3 separate regions of the Mus musculus genome follow, and all the other regions are linked to region 2. A link is a contact called in public HiCAR-type and promoter capture Hi-C data. All regions are on one chromosome and are shown on one strand. The core of a region is the stretch at or near the end of the contact, and the rest is flanking DNA. Distances in the headings are between cores, read along the strand shown. Region 1 overlaps Mrc1 (mannose receptor, C type 1). Region 2 holds the start of Stam (signal transducing adaptor molecule (SH3 domain and ITAM motif) 1). Region 3 holds the start of Mrc1 (mannose receptor, C type 1).

Region 1 (4,579 bases), core at 754-3,253, 220 kb after region 2:
ATTTATTTTGGCATTATTATTTGGACTTATTGGTGTTTTATCAAGATATGTCATTAAGACAGTTGGAGACATTTTTATGTAAGATAAATACAAGTTTAGTATACACTGTCCAGCCCTGGCCTCCACATACTTTAAGCATAGTTGTGGATGAGAATAACCTAAGGAATGAAAAACCATGCCTCCCAGTTTATACCAAATGACTCAATTCTACACAAAGCCAGCATGTAGATGATTAAATATCTTCAAAGCTCTTTTGCAGGTGCCTTTAGTTCAGTGAAACTGGACACAACTTTGGTAGCCATTAGAGTCAGATGGACTTCTCCAAATTTGAGAAATGGGAAGCTCTGGCTTTTGCTAGCAACATTTAGCAGTCCTGGTCATCCTGGGAAAGGATGTTTTATGATATTAACACTATTTTCTCTTGGAACCCACAGGCATCTTCCAAGGTACTTGTTTAAGTGACATGGTTTCTTTGGTGGCTGCATCGGTGTCTGGATTTCATGTTTATGGAAAACTGATCATAATTCTTAATCCAGACCCCTTCAGACTCTGATCACTGAAAACTACCCACATTCCCAAGTTGTTTCCATTGTTCATTTTGGCAAAGGCTGGTCGTTCAGTTAGTCACATTTTATAAGACTTTTTCTTCTCTAATTATTTTTCTGTAGCCTGTGTAATAGATGAAAAGCTTCCAACAACTTACTGAAATATCATCCCTTAAGAACAGGCTGTAAATTTAGGAAATTGCGACTACCGACTGAGATATGGAAGTTTCTTGCTAACTTTTTCCTACATATAAATCCCATTGCTTGTGGCCCTGGATTCATTCTATTTAATGGGAATAAAGGAAATGTTATAAAAACCAATTCCCTACTCTAGTCTGCTTAAAAGTTTCCATGTAATAAAAGCTGTTTCTTTCTCACCCATGTCCATAAAATGTGCTTCCATAGCTAAAAGTAAAAAGCAAATGAATGAAGAATCCAAACAGCCCCTCTTTTTCCTTTCCCAATTTGAATTTGCACTGGTGTGGTATACGTGGTTAATATCTGCAGCCTAATGTGGTGTTCGTGGTATATCTGCAGCCTAATGTGGTATACGTGGTATATCTGCAGCCTAATGTGGTATACGTGGTATATCTGCAGCCTAATGTGGTGTTTCTAGCACAGCATAGCAACCTGGTGTTGTGGTTCAGATCAAGTGTGATGTTTCCACCATAGGTTTCCTATGAAAATTGGGCTTACGGTGAACCAAATAATTACCAAAATGTTGAATATTGTGGTGAGCTGAAAGGTGACCCTGGCATGTCCTGGAATGATATCAACTGTGAACACCTCAACAACTGGATTTGTCAGATACAAAAAGGTACAAATCTGTCCCCTCTTTTTCTTACATTACAGAGCTAGCCTTCTGATACCCCAATTTGTTTCCTCCATTGGCACAAACAAACAAAAATACCAGCATCAGGGAACTGTGGGGCCCTTATTTCACAGGATAAGAATGGGGACGTTGGAAACAGATAAGTGTTCCAAAGGAACAGAAGATCAAAAGGCCACCAAGAATCCTGGATTAGAGTCACGTCCTTAAAAACATTCCCATCAGCAGCCGGGACTCTGGCCATCCACTGCAGCTGCAGGGGCTAATGGGAGACCTGCCCTTTAGTGCTGTAGAAAGGCAATGCAGTTTTGCTTTCTGGAACTTTCACCCTCTGACCTTCTATTTTATCCCTGAAACAGGTACAAGCTCCCTTCAACCTGATATTTTAATATCCATAACACAGAACCAGCAGTATAGGGAAGGCCGTGGTGTTGTGGGACTCACATGATATTATTTATGATATCTTGGAAATTAGAGCAAAGACAGGTTAGGCATTGTGGTCAGAGGAGCTGGGTTATGACACCGAGGAAACAAGCTGACCCTTGAATTAAAACATATTGACGCCATAGCAATAAGAGGATGGAACCACATTGCCCTCTGCTGTTGGGGAATCATGGCCGCTGCCCCCATTCTGCAGTTAAGAGACCCGGTACTGCCCTCTGCTGGCTGGATGCACATGTTTCCACATTCTGGATTAGTATCCTTTTGAATTTAAATTTAAAAACAGTCTCCTGCTGCCTGCCAGTGACTCACTGTGGCCTCTTTATGTTGTTAGTAGCTTTGTTTTACTCTGGCAGATAGAAAATATGTTACAGGTCGCCATCTTGGTTCCGGGACTCAGCAGAACTTAGGAAATTAGTCTGAACAGGTCAGAGGGTGCGCCAGAGAACCGGACAGCTTCTGGGACGGGCGGAAGCACAGAGCTGCTGAGGCAGCAGCCTGGGCGGGCCGCAGACAACCGGCCACCATCCGGACCAGAGGACAGGTGTCCACCTGGCTTGGGAGGCGGCCTCAGCCTCAGCAGCAGCGGTCGCCATCTGGGTTCCGGGACTCCGCGGGACCTAGGAAATTAGTCTGAACAGGTTAGAGGGTGCACCAGAGAACCGGATAGCTTCTGGGACGGGCGGAAGCACAGAGCTGCTGAGGCAGCAGCCTGGGCGGGCCGCAGACAACCGGCCACCATCCGGACCAGAGGACAGGTGTCCGCCTGGCTTGGGAGGCAGCCTCAGCCTCAGCAGCAGCGGTCGCCATCTTGGTTCCGGGACTCAGCAGAACTTAGGAAATTAGTCTGAACAGGTTAGAGGGTGCGCCAGAGAACCGGACAGCTTCTGGGACGGGCAGAAGCACAGAGCCGCTGAGGCAGCACTCTTGGCGGGCCACAGGCAGCCGGCCACCGTCCGGACCAGAGGACAGGTGTCCGCCTGGCTCGGGAGACGGCCTCAGCCTCAGGAGCAGCGGTCACCATCTTGGTTCCAGGACTCCCTGGAACTTAGGAATTTAGTCTGCACAGGTGAGAGTCTGCACCACAGAAGCTGACAGCTTCTGGGAACTGCCAAAGCAACACAGCTTCTGAGAGAGGCCCTGTTTTGGGCCTTCTTCTTCGACCAGGAGGAGGTCCAAAAACAAGATATCTGCGCACCTTCCCTGTAAGAGAGCTTGCCAGCAGAGAGTGCTCTGAGCACTGAAACTCAGAGGAGAGAATCTGTCTCCCAGGTCTGCTGAGAGACGGTAACAGAATCACCAGAAGAACAATCTCTAAACAGAGTCAACTATAACTACTAACTCCAGAGATTACCAGATGGCGAAAGGTAAACGTAGGAATCCTACTAACAGGAACCAAGACCACTCACCATCATCAGAACCCAGCACTCCCACTTCACCCAGTCCAGGGCACCCCAACACACCCGAAAACCTAGACCTAGATTTAAAAGCATATCTCATGATGATGGTAGAGGACATCAAGAAGGACTTTCATAAATCACTTAAAGAAATACAGGAGAGCACTGCTAAAGAGTTACAAGTCCTTAAAGAAAAACAGGAAAACACAATCAAACAGGTAGAAGTCCTTACAGAAAAAGAGGAAAAAACATACAAACAGGTGATGGAAATGAACAAAACCATACTAGACCTAAAAAGGGAAGTAGACACAATAAAGAAAACTCAAAGTGAGGCAACACTGGAGATAGAAACCCTAGGGAAGAAATCTAGAACCATAGACTCGAGCATCAGCAACAGAATACAAGAGATGGAAGAGAGAATCTCAGGTGCAGAAGATTCCATAGAGAACATCGGCACAACAATCAAAGAAAATGGAAAATGCAAAAAGATCCTAACTCAAAATATCCAGGAAATCCAGGACACAATGAGAAGACCAAACCTACGGATAATAGGAGTGGATGAGAATGAAGATTTTCAACTCAAAGGACCAGCAAACATCTTCAACAAAATTATTGAAGAAAACTTCCCAAATATAAAGAAAGAGATACCTATGAACATACAAGAAGCCTACAGAACTCCAAATAGACTGGACCAGAAAAGAAATTCCTCCCGACACATAATAATCAGAACAACAAATGCACTAAATAAAGATAGAATACTAAAAGCAGTAAGGGAAAAAGGTCAAGTAACATACAAAGGCAAGCCTATCAGAATTACACCAGATTTTTCACCAGAGACTATGAAAGCCAGAAGAGCCTGGACAGATGTTTTACAGACACTAAGAGAACACAAATTCCAGCCCAGGCTACTATACCCAGCCAAACTCTCAATTACCATAGATGGAGAAACCAAAGTATTCCATGACAAAACCAAATTCACACATTATCTCTCCACGAATCCAGCCCTTCAAAGGATAATAACAGAAAAAAACCAATACAAGAATGGGAACAACGCCCTAGAAAAAACAAGAAGGTAATGCCTCAACAAACCTAAAAGAAGACATCCACAAGAACAGAATGCCAACTTTAACAACAAAAATAACAGGAAGCAACAATTACTTTTCCTTAATATCTCTTAACATCAATGGTCTCAACTCCCCAATAAAAAGACATAGACTAACAAACTGGCTACACAAAAAAGACCCAACATTTTGCTATTTACAGGAGACACATCTCAGAGAAAGAGATAGACACTACCTCAGAATAAAAGGCTGGAAAAAATTTTCCAAGCAAATGGTATGAAGAAACAAGCTGGAGTAGCCATCCTA
Region 2 (4,438 bases), core at 1,007-3,506:
GCCACCTTTTATATTTGCCTTTTCTTGTACATATAACATTTCTTATTTTTAAAACCTCTATTTCATAGCATATTACATAATAAAGATCCCCAATAGCAAAGTCATTCTTCTATGTCAGAATACATGGTTAATGTTATCCATACTAATATATGTTATTTCTGATTTTCACATATTGATGATTCAAATTTGAAAAGTAGTGTTTTGCTAGGTAACAACCTAACAATTTGATTTTATTACTGGATTAGAAGCATGCCCAAATATATTTTCATAACCATCTGGCTCTGAGTCAGGGCAATTATGATAAGGTACTTAAGGCACTGGCCCATCATTTTAAATGGATAAGTTGACACTTAATTCTGTCAGCGCAGTAATCAAGAGAAAAGTCTATTGAGAGACGATGCTCTGCTTCCCATACCAATAGTGGGAAGATTTTATACTTCTCATAATGACACAAAAGCACTTCAAAAATCTTAAGAAAATGGTGGCGTTAATGTCTGACATTTGTCACATTTTTATATTTTAACTCCACCCCTTTGAAAGAAAAATTATGCTCATTAAGTTACTCAGAAAATATTTTCGTTCAGGTTGTTTAAAATTGTAGAATTTTTTCACATATATTTGAAGGCTTTTTTTTTTTTCTTTTTCAGTGCCAAGGTCAGAACCCAGAGCCTCTCACATTCTAAACAAGTACCCCATCACTGAGGCTCATCCTCAGTCAGTCTTTAAAGCCTTTTAAACTCTTATCCACTCAGATGTCTATGTAAATACACATCTATGCTCTTACTTTCAATGGCCAAATAAGTACAATTATAACTATTGATTCCACTTGAGTGCTTACTATATGCTAGACACTATTACAGGGGATTTGCTTCTAGTAATTTATTTCATCTTCAATGGTTTGTCATTTCCGTTTCTTATTTATGAGGAAACAGACAGAGGAGTTTGTCCAATCTCTTTAATGTCGGACAGTTTAGCGGTCATCAAAACTTTGATATTGTAAACAACGCTGCCATTAATATCTTGGTTCATGTTTTAAAAGACTGTAAGATTTAAAATTCAGAATAACTGGAACCAGAGGCACATTTCCAAAAGCTGGCTATATACTTCCCATCCTTTCTCTTAAGAATGCTGTAATTTATACCCCATCAGGCAACTTTGTTTCCCATCCCTTGGATTCTTTTAGTTTTAAATGACTGAAAACGTTAACCGATGCTTTAGTTTGCTCCTCTTCCTCCAAAATTCGACTTTAACTGTTTAGTAAGCAAGCTGTTTGTACTGTTATACAAATCTTGTTGACATGTTTATAAGCTTCCCTTTTTGTAAGGGTCCCTATTTGGGCACTTTTTACCGAATCTCAGTGCATGTGCAAGACCGACTTGCTAACTTTACGTAATATTTCCAAGAGATGATTCTTTAGATTTCACATGATTTAGAGGACAATGTGTGTGTGTGTGTTGGGAGCTGGGGAGGGGGCGTGCGTTACATACATATGTACAAATTAGATCACCAAATCAACATTTTAAGTTGCCAAGAGTCCTCATCAATGTCTGGCTCCATTTTTCATGTGTGTGTGTGTGTTTTTTTTTTTTTTTCAATTTCTGCCGTTGGGTGTGCGTGCTTATCTCAGGCTGAGAAGGTCTAATCTTCTCAGGGACTCAGTGACTGCACGTTTAGTCAGTCGGAGCCCACACCCAGGAAGGCTCCCTCTGATCTCAGGCTGGGGAATGAGCCAGCGTTACCTCAGCCTCTCGAGAGGCTGTGCGCCTCGACACTCCCTCCAAGGGATTCAGGCCAGCTCCACCAGCTCACATGACTCCAATCCCAGCAACTTCCATGAACCCTCGACGAGCGCGCTCAACATTTTCCTCGGGTAACCCAAAGGACTGCCTGACTTTCTAGAGGGATTGCAACATCACAACAACCCATCGAATAAACCCAAGGAGTTAAAAATTAAGGGTTTGGCTGGACCCAAACTGAACCCTCTCCCTCTCCCAGTCTCTTATTCACTCTAGAGGCTCTTAGTCGGCCTCGGTGCGCCTGAAGGACCTCGTCCTCCCGAGACGCCCGGGGACATGGAAAAGCCGAGAACCTAGCCGCTAACCCCACGGGCACGCGGGAACTCAGCAGAGGAAGAGACAGCGGCGGCTCATCGCGTGGGCCTCGGCGGAGGCGGCGGGCTCTGGCCAGACCCGGAGCGGGCAGTGTTCAGGCAGCGCTCAAGTCGCCTACATTCCCGACACGCCCCGCGCGGGGGCCTGTTCCGCTTCTCGGCTGTTGCCGCCGCCGCCGCCTCTGTTGCTGGGGTGGGTGAGAGGAGGGGCTGAGAGGGACCCTGCACTGGCAGGCAGGCGCCCTTGCTGTGTTTGTACCTGAGGGGCCTCCTTTCTCCGTCACCCCTAGAGTGCCGCGGGGTCGAGGGGCAGTCCCCGGGGACACCTCGGCACGCAGCGGACATGCCTCTCTTTGCCACCAACCCCTTCGACCAGGATGTTGGTAAGTGTTTTCACCGCCCCCCGTGGGTGCCCCCCGAGACTGCGAGCCCGCGCCGACTCCCGTCCCACTGCGTTCGTTCATTCTGGATTCCCGAGGCCGAGCCCACGTTCTTCTCTCCCGGGGCCCCTTCGTTCAGAGTTGGGAGAGGGTTGAGCGCTTGGCGCATCCTCTTTGGAAGAAATGGGACTTAGAACCTCTCTAATGGGCCTTGGTAAGGGACTTGGGGAGGGGGAGCTTTGAAGGAATCGCTTAAGGGATTCGGGGTAAAGGGTTGCCTCGGGAGGAACAGACGACGAAGCCATCTGCCGCTGGGGCATGGCTTCTGGGAGAAGAGCGAAGGACAGACGTATCTTGGCTTAAGCAGATTGATTATATGCTCTATCGCCAAAGTATTTGCCTGGCCCAATGGAACTGGCAGAATGTTTTAGGTAAGGTTACTTAAAGGGTTTTTTAAATAGCCCTATAACGGTCCCTGGAGGAGAGAGGTCTGGTTACGTACTGGTAGGTTGAAATGTTGGAAGAGATGGAGATGGATTACTTGGCAACAACTGAAAACGCAGACATGAGCCTTTGGGATGCCTTTTTCAGGCTGGGCCTCTGCCTTTGGGGAAGTGTGGAAGAGGATTTTGATTCTAGGATGGGGTCTGAAATGCTAAATTTTTTGTTGTCTGAATCATTGGTATTAGGTACCAAGCATACCAATTTAACAGGTTAGCTATCTATTTTTCAGACCTGATTTGAATTTCTTGAAAGAATTTTGGGATGTTTTTGAATGCATTACATTGAACTACACTGGCAGCATAGTGTGGAATGAAAGCGAACCAATACCATCCAGTCCCACAGGCTGAATTTAAGCATAACTGTAGTAAAAGAATGTAAGGATAACTTGTGAGAGTTACTTTATGAATTTTGTTTATTAGAGGTGAATTTTACATTTTGCCAACTGGAGAAAATGTACTATTACTGCCGCTTCCTGCCTGGTTCATAGTGATTCAGTTGAATGTCCTGAATCTGAGCTGTGGATGGAACTTTAGAAATCATCAATAGTGCTAAATAAGTAATGAATTGGGAAATTGTGTTTAATAAGTGCTTAGCACCAGTACTTACTGAACACAGTGTTCATTGACAAGAAATGCAACCATGAAGACCATCTCATTGCGGCTCTTTGGCTGTTTTACAATTTGTTACATCAGTCTTTAGGACAAATGCTTATAATAAAACAATATTTGCTGCCTCTGTTCCTGGCACCTATAGTGATCCTATATGATCTTGCTTTCTGCTAATCAGTCACACTTATATTCTCCTGGCTTGTTCCTTTTTGTGGTATTGGAAATGGAACCCAGGGCCTAATATGTATTCTTTCTGTTTTTTTTTTTTGAACTCACATTTGCAGTGGATTCAGATGGATTTCTTGATGTTAAACCTGTTCTTGCTACCTACACCGCCCAGTCCAAACACAGGCCCCTTCTTGCCTTTATACTTTTGTTTCTGTTATTTCATGTGTCTTTCCACACATATGTCCTCATGCTTTAAGGTCAACTTAGAGTCTGACTTGTTGTACCTGAATTATTTGCTGATTCCTGCAACCTGGAGTTTATAAGTAGCAGTGTTACTGACAGTTTGGAATAGATAAAATCCTTAAGGAGGTTATGCTCTATACATGAAGGCTGTTAACTTTGTATTTGCTCTTCACTCAGTGGATGCCAGTAACATCTCACAGCCAGTCATGACTTTAAAAGACATGACTTAATGTCTCGGGGGCTGTTTAAATACAGTGATTTTTCACCTTCCCCATGTTCTACAAATTTCAGCATTTTTGTCTTAAACATTACATATCAATGTGTTCTTTATTTTGCTCCTTGTTTGATGGCTGCTGCATAGTTGGCTTTGAATAAGTGCTTGTTGAGTTGAAACTATGTTAAGCCTGTTAGACATGTTTTTTTAG
Region 3 (4,947 bases), core at 1,727-4,226, 160 kb after region 2:
GGACCTGGACTAATATTTCTCCATAGAAAGATCTGAGTGGCCAGTGGGCATATGTGAATAACTTCAATCATAGCAGCCAGTACAGAAATGCAAATCAAACTACAGATACCTCCCTCATATAAAGAATGGTTCTTATCAAAAGCAGAAATAAATGTTAGTGAGGATGTGGAGAAATTGTGACCCTTGGTGAAGAAGAGCATTAAATGGAATAGCCCATGTGGAAAGCAGCTTGCAGTCATTCAGTATGGGGGAGACAGGAGAGAAGCCCGGAGGACCAGGTGAATGAATGGAAATACGCAGCTGTGGGGTGGGGTGGGGGAGGGGGTAGGGAGCATGTCTAGAAAGTTCCAGAGACCTGACATGAGAGAGGCTCTCAGGACTCATTGGGGATGACCTTAGCCTAAATGCCCAACAGTGGGAACATGGAACCTGAAGAGACCACCTCCAGTAGATAGAGATGACCTCCAGCGAAGGTATCGGGTCACTAACTTACCTTCAAAATTTTTGACCCAGAATTGTTCCTGTCTAAGAGGAATGCAGGGACAAAAATGGAGCAGAGACTGAAGGAAAGGCCACCCAGAAATCGGTCTAACTTGAGATCCATCCCATGTGTAGTCACCAAACCCTGACACTATTACTGATGCCATGTTGTGCTTGCAGACAGGAACCTAGAATGGTTGTCCTCTGAGAGGCTTCACCAGCAGGTGACTGAGACAGAAGCAGACACTTAACAGCCAACCATTGGACTAAGGTCATGGACCCCCCATGGAAGAGTTAGAGGAAGGATTGAAGGAGCTAGAGGGGATGGCAACCCCATAGGAATTACAACAGTGTCAACTAACCTAGCCCCCTGGGAACTCCCAGAGACTGAACTACCAACCAAAAGCATATGTGTGCTGGTCTGTGGCCCCTGGCACATATGTAGCAGAGGCCTGACTGCCTTATATGACCTCAGTGGGAGAGGATGGTCTTAATCCTGTAGAGACTTGATGCCCCAGGGAAGGGGAATGTGGGGGGAGGTGAGGTGGGAGAGTTGGGGTGGGGGTAGGGTGATGGGGGTGGTGGGGGAGCACCCTCTCAGAGGCAAAGGGTATGGGGTGAAGAACTCTTGGAGGGAGGACAGGGAGGGAGCAATGTTTGAAATGGAAATAAATAAAATAATTAAAAAAAAAAAACCCGAGCTCTGAAATGGATGCTTCAAGGATTTGAAGAGACACCAGAAGTGAAAAACGTGCTATTTTCCCACAGTTCCTGGCAATACAAAGATTGTTTTAAGGCCTATGGAAATTCCTCTTCCTCCGTTACCTGAAATTACAGATTTGTGTTGACTTGCTCACCCCTCCTAACCTGATAAAATCTTCCAATAAGATAAAAATGATGGAGACAAATCCTTTGTGGGATGTTGGACTTCACTTTATATCACATCCAGCGTCTCGTTACTGATTCTGATTTTATTCCTGTGCATGTAAGACACGTTGACATAATAAAACCATGGATATACAGATGCCTGCAATTCAGTTAACTCTTTTTTTTCCTCTTCAAATAAGTCAAAGCAAACCCCAATTAGGCAAAACAATTTGAATGGCTTGCATTTAAAAGACCAATTAAAACATTTTTTGGTCAGCAAGCATGATGGGACACACTTATAATCCCAGCTCTCAGAAAGTCAAAACAGAGGAACCAAGAATTCAAGGCCAGCCTGCGCTACAAACGCAAGACTGTTTCGGTGTTCCTGTGATAAGTCAGTTACGCAGTGATTGAAAAGGAAACGTTTGCAGCCTCTCACCAGTTGTGGGAGAATTTTCTTTGTCAGTTAAGCCTTGATAGAATGAAAAAGAACGGTGGGTCCCTTCTCAGAATCTTCCTAATTTAGGCTTTTTAAAAAGAAAATTCTTGAGAGAAACCACAGCTTATTGGGAAATGAGTGTGTACCTGCCTCAGCGTGGATGGGTCTGAACAGCTTTTCACTTGAAGGTAAACCATCTGTTTACAACTTCTAAGTCGCCAGTGTTTCCAGAGCTTCTTTTTGAAACGATGACATTTCCCACGCTCCAGTTTCAGGTCTTCCCTGACTAACCACAAATATCCATTTCTAAATATTCTTAATTCTTGTTGAACGTCTGGAAAAAAAAAATCAGTGTTTAGGTGGGTTGTGTGGTGCTTTGTGAACGACCCTGCAAAATCATGAAGACGAAACCCCACTGTCATCGAATCAACAAGCAACTTTTGGACTCAAGCCAGGCTTTCTTTTGCAAGAGAGAGAGAGAGGTCTTCCCTTTTTCAAACTCTGAGGACTGTAATGGTTGAGGCCTGGCAGCGAACCGACAACAAAGCTATTGCCACTATTTCCTCTGGCTTTCTAAGGAAAGCTGCTAGAACTTTCTATCCCTGGGCTTCATTGAGGTTGTCTTAAAATTAACTTCTGTCATTTTCCTTCTAGAGACAGGGGCAAAACTCTACGTGAACCATACCTTTGATCCTTTCCAAGGAGTGTGTGTGTGTGTGTGTGTGTGTGTGTGTGTGTGTGTGTGTGTGTGTGTTGGTGCTCGGGCTCTAAGCCTGAGCAGGAAGAGCTTCTGATGCTTTCCAGCGAGTGTCCTCCCTTTCTGACTGTAGAATTGTGGGTGAGAGCCTCCACAGCTGCCTCCTGGAGACTTTTTCCCACCCAGATAATGGCCTCCGTTTGGTTACTGCCCAGCACCTGTGGAGAGCTCAGCAGGGCTGCCTCTCCCTGCTGCTCATGGCCTGGGTCCTCACTTCTCCCCACTTCCTGCGTTTTCTCCTCTCCTACACATGTTCCTCTCTCCCCTTCCTCCTGTGCCTTAGCTTACGAAGCAAAGTTGTAACTTTGAATTCCTGTTTTTCTAACCGCCCCCATGTGACAGGATATCTCTCAATTGGAGGGTTTTCCTAAATTCAGGAGTCCTTTAAAAGGGACAGCTTCCTCTGTCCTCCTTTTCAGTCAGGCAGCTCCCAGACCTTGGACTGAGCAAAGGGGCAACCTGGGGACCTGGTTGTATTCTTTGCCTTTCCCAGTCTCCCTCTTCTCCCTCATTGGAAGATCCACTCTGGGCCATGAGGCTTCTCCTGCTTCTGGCTTTTATCTCTGTCATCCCTGTCTCTGTTCAGCTATTGGGTAAGTCTGTTTTGAGGTGGGGGCTTTGCATACCATTTTGTTTGAAGTTTATGCTAAAAGTCCTGTGTACATCTGGAAGAGGAATTGAGCGATCTGTGTTTTTACCTGACCTTCATCAAGCTTGCACTTGGCTTTGACCTGAACACACCAGGGTGGGAGTTGAGCTAGAGTCAGGCGATGCTGTTGCTCTCTGTTGTTAGATGTTGTCCAAGATGAAGCCCCCCAGCACCTCCGTCCTCCTGAGGACATCATGTCTGGGTATTTCTACCTGGTTTGTGCAATGCCTTCTTGTTTTGTTGCTTGCCCTAGTTCTAGTTTCCAGTTTATGCCGTTGCTATCCTACTCCCAATAGATAGCGCTGAGTATCTCGGGTGGGGAAAGAGGAACTTGCAGCCCCTCGTCCTAGATGCAAATTGATAAGGAGAGGACGCGGGGATTCTCACACTCGACTTTTCCCGTGAGCCGTTTCATTCATAATTTCTATTGCTAGAAAGTCCGCCCTTTTCTGCTTCCAGAATTGTTCATATTGTCTCACAGGTGGATGTGTTCGATGCTGAAGTCTGAAAGTGGTTGATATGTCCGTAGGAACAGATCAGGGCTCTTTAGATGCGCAAGGGCATTGCTGAGTCAGCGTTTCTCTGGATTCTTAAGCACCAGTATGGAAGGGACTGGGAGAGTTTGCACTCCCAGGTCTATTTCGAGACTATTTTGGCTTTTCAACACCCTTCACTTCCATCAGACAACTAAAGCCTGCTGGACACAGTTCGTACCCTTGGTCTTAGCCGAAGTCCTGTGGTGACGCTGATGCCAGGAAATTCTCTAGGGAACTGTATGATAAAGATTTTCTCAGTTTTCTTAGGAATGTTTCCCTCCTTGAGACAGCAGGATGCCTCCCTAATGCCGTTCTCTTCGTGACTACAAATACTGGGACAGAGTGTGAGGTCTTGTGGGTCACTTGGTGGACCCAGTTACAGGGACACAAAATGTGAGGTCTTTCAGCTCTCTCTAGAGAGTAAAAGGCGAATATAAATGGGCACAGGAGAGTCCCTTCCAGATCCAGATGTCTTTGTGTTACTTGAGAACCTGTGATTTCTCAGCTCCTCACTGGGGGTTGGATTCTAGACTTGTAATCTGTGGTAGATCCACACCCTCAGACTCTTTTTACCATTTATTTATTTCAAAACAATGTTTTATTATGCTTATTGCATTTTGGTGTGAGTGTGCCATAGAAGTTCATGTGGACGTCAGAAGACATTCCACCATGTGGGTCCCAGGGATCAAATCTAAGTTGTCAGGCCTGGCAGGCAGCACCTTTATCTGCTGAGCCACCTCTGGTCTAAGGGTCAGCTGTGCTCATTTTATCTTCTCTTGGTCTCAATAGCCCAAGTCCCTAAGGATAAAGCCAGAACATTTGCTTAGTCAACAGCTGATTAAAGGACTCCTGAGTTCTCAGGACTGCCTTTCCTGGATCCCCATCAACTCACAAGACCTATGAGAAGATCCTTTGCTACCTGATATACTACAACCCAAGGGAACATTCCAGCCCAATGTCACTGTATGCACTGGGGCACTGATGTCACTGATAGGTTAGCTGTGATTGGAGTCTGTAGAGGTTAATAGAGGAGCTCCCTGGCCCTCCTTGCTCTGCTGTCCTGCTTCTCAGGCATTATTGGCAGTGTTTAAGCATCAGTATATAGGTGGGGAATTATCATTAATGAGAGACATTGGACACTGACCGTGGACTAAGCAAAGAAATATAATTTGGTGGGTTTGGCTCATGGGCAATGGTGTGCTAGTAGACAAAATGACTT

Evidence for each region. Promoter capture Hi-C pulls out the DNA fragments that hold promoters and counts their contacts. HiCAR-type assays count read pairs that join an accessible place to other places.
Region 1: a contact with region 2 is called in a HiCAR-type map of embryonic stem cells, with 4 times the contacts expected there. The contact joins the enhancer-like site here to the promoter of Stam in region 2. A contact is called at or near these places in 5 of 39 promoter capture datasets (the 3T3-L1 cell line, the C10 cell line, embryonic stem cells and 2 more), 4 of 115 datasets of contacts at active chromatin or transcription factors (cardiomyocytes, embryonic stem cells, extraembryonic endoderm stem cells and 1 more) and 1 of 9 other capture datasets (pancreatic islet).
Region 3: a contact with region 2 is called in a promoter capture Hi-C map of macrophages, with 6 read pairs. The contact joins the promoter of Mrc1 here to the promoter of Stam in region 2. A contact is called at or near these places in 2 of 39 promoter capture datasets (macrophages and pre-B cells) and 3 of 9 other capture datasets (adipose tissue, liver and pancreatic islet).

Annotation. Positions count from the first base shown.
Region 1 is chr2:14,293,583-14,298,161 of GRCm38.p6, forward strand. It overlaps Mrc1 (mannose receptor, C type 1), which reads left to right. Exons shown (of 30, transcript NM_008625.2): 15 at 1,218-1,362. Among named protein-coding and RNA genes, the nearest start is that of Mir511, 35 kb to the left of the region's middle. Within about 2 kb of position 2,004, at least 15 of the 459 cell types and tissues checked have an H3K27ac peak or open chromatin away from gene starts, as enhancers often do. A contact at or near this core is called in embryonic stem cells, where this site is marked.
Region 2 is chr2:14,071,844-14,076,281 of GRCm38.p6, forward strand. It overlaps Stam (signal transducing adaptor molecule (SH3 domain and ITAM motif) 1), which reads left to right and starts at 2,257. Exons shown (of 14, transcript NM_011484.3): 1 at 2,257-2,493. The coding sequence starts at 2,454. It overlaps Stamos (signal transducing adaptor molecule (SH3 domain and ITAM motif) 1, opposite strand), which reads right to left and starts at 2,091. Exons shown (of 2, transcript NR_038162.1): 1 at 1,740-2,091.
Region 3 is chr2:14,226,438-14,231,384 of GRCm38.p6, forward strand. Mrc1 (mannose receptor, C type 1) reads left to right here and starts at 2,977. Exons shown (of 30, transcript NM_008625.2): 1 at 2,977-3,136. The coding sequence starts at 3,076.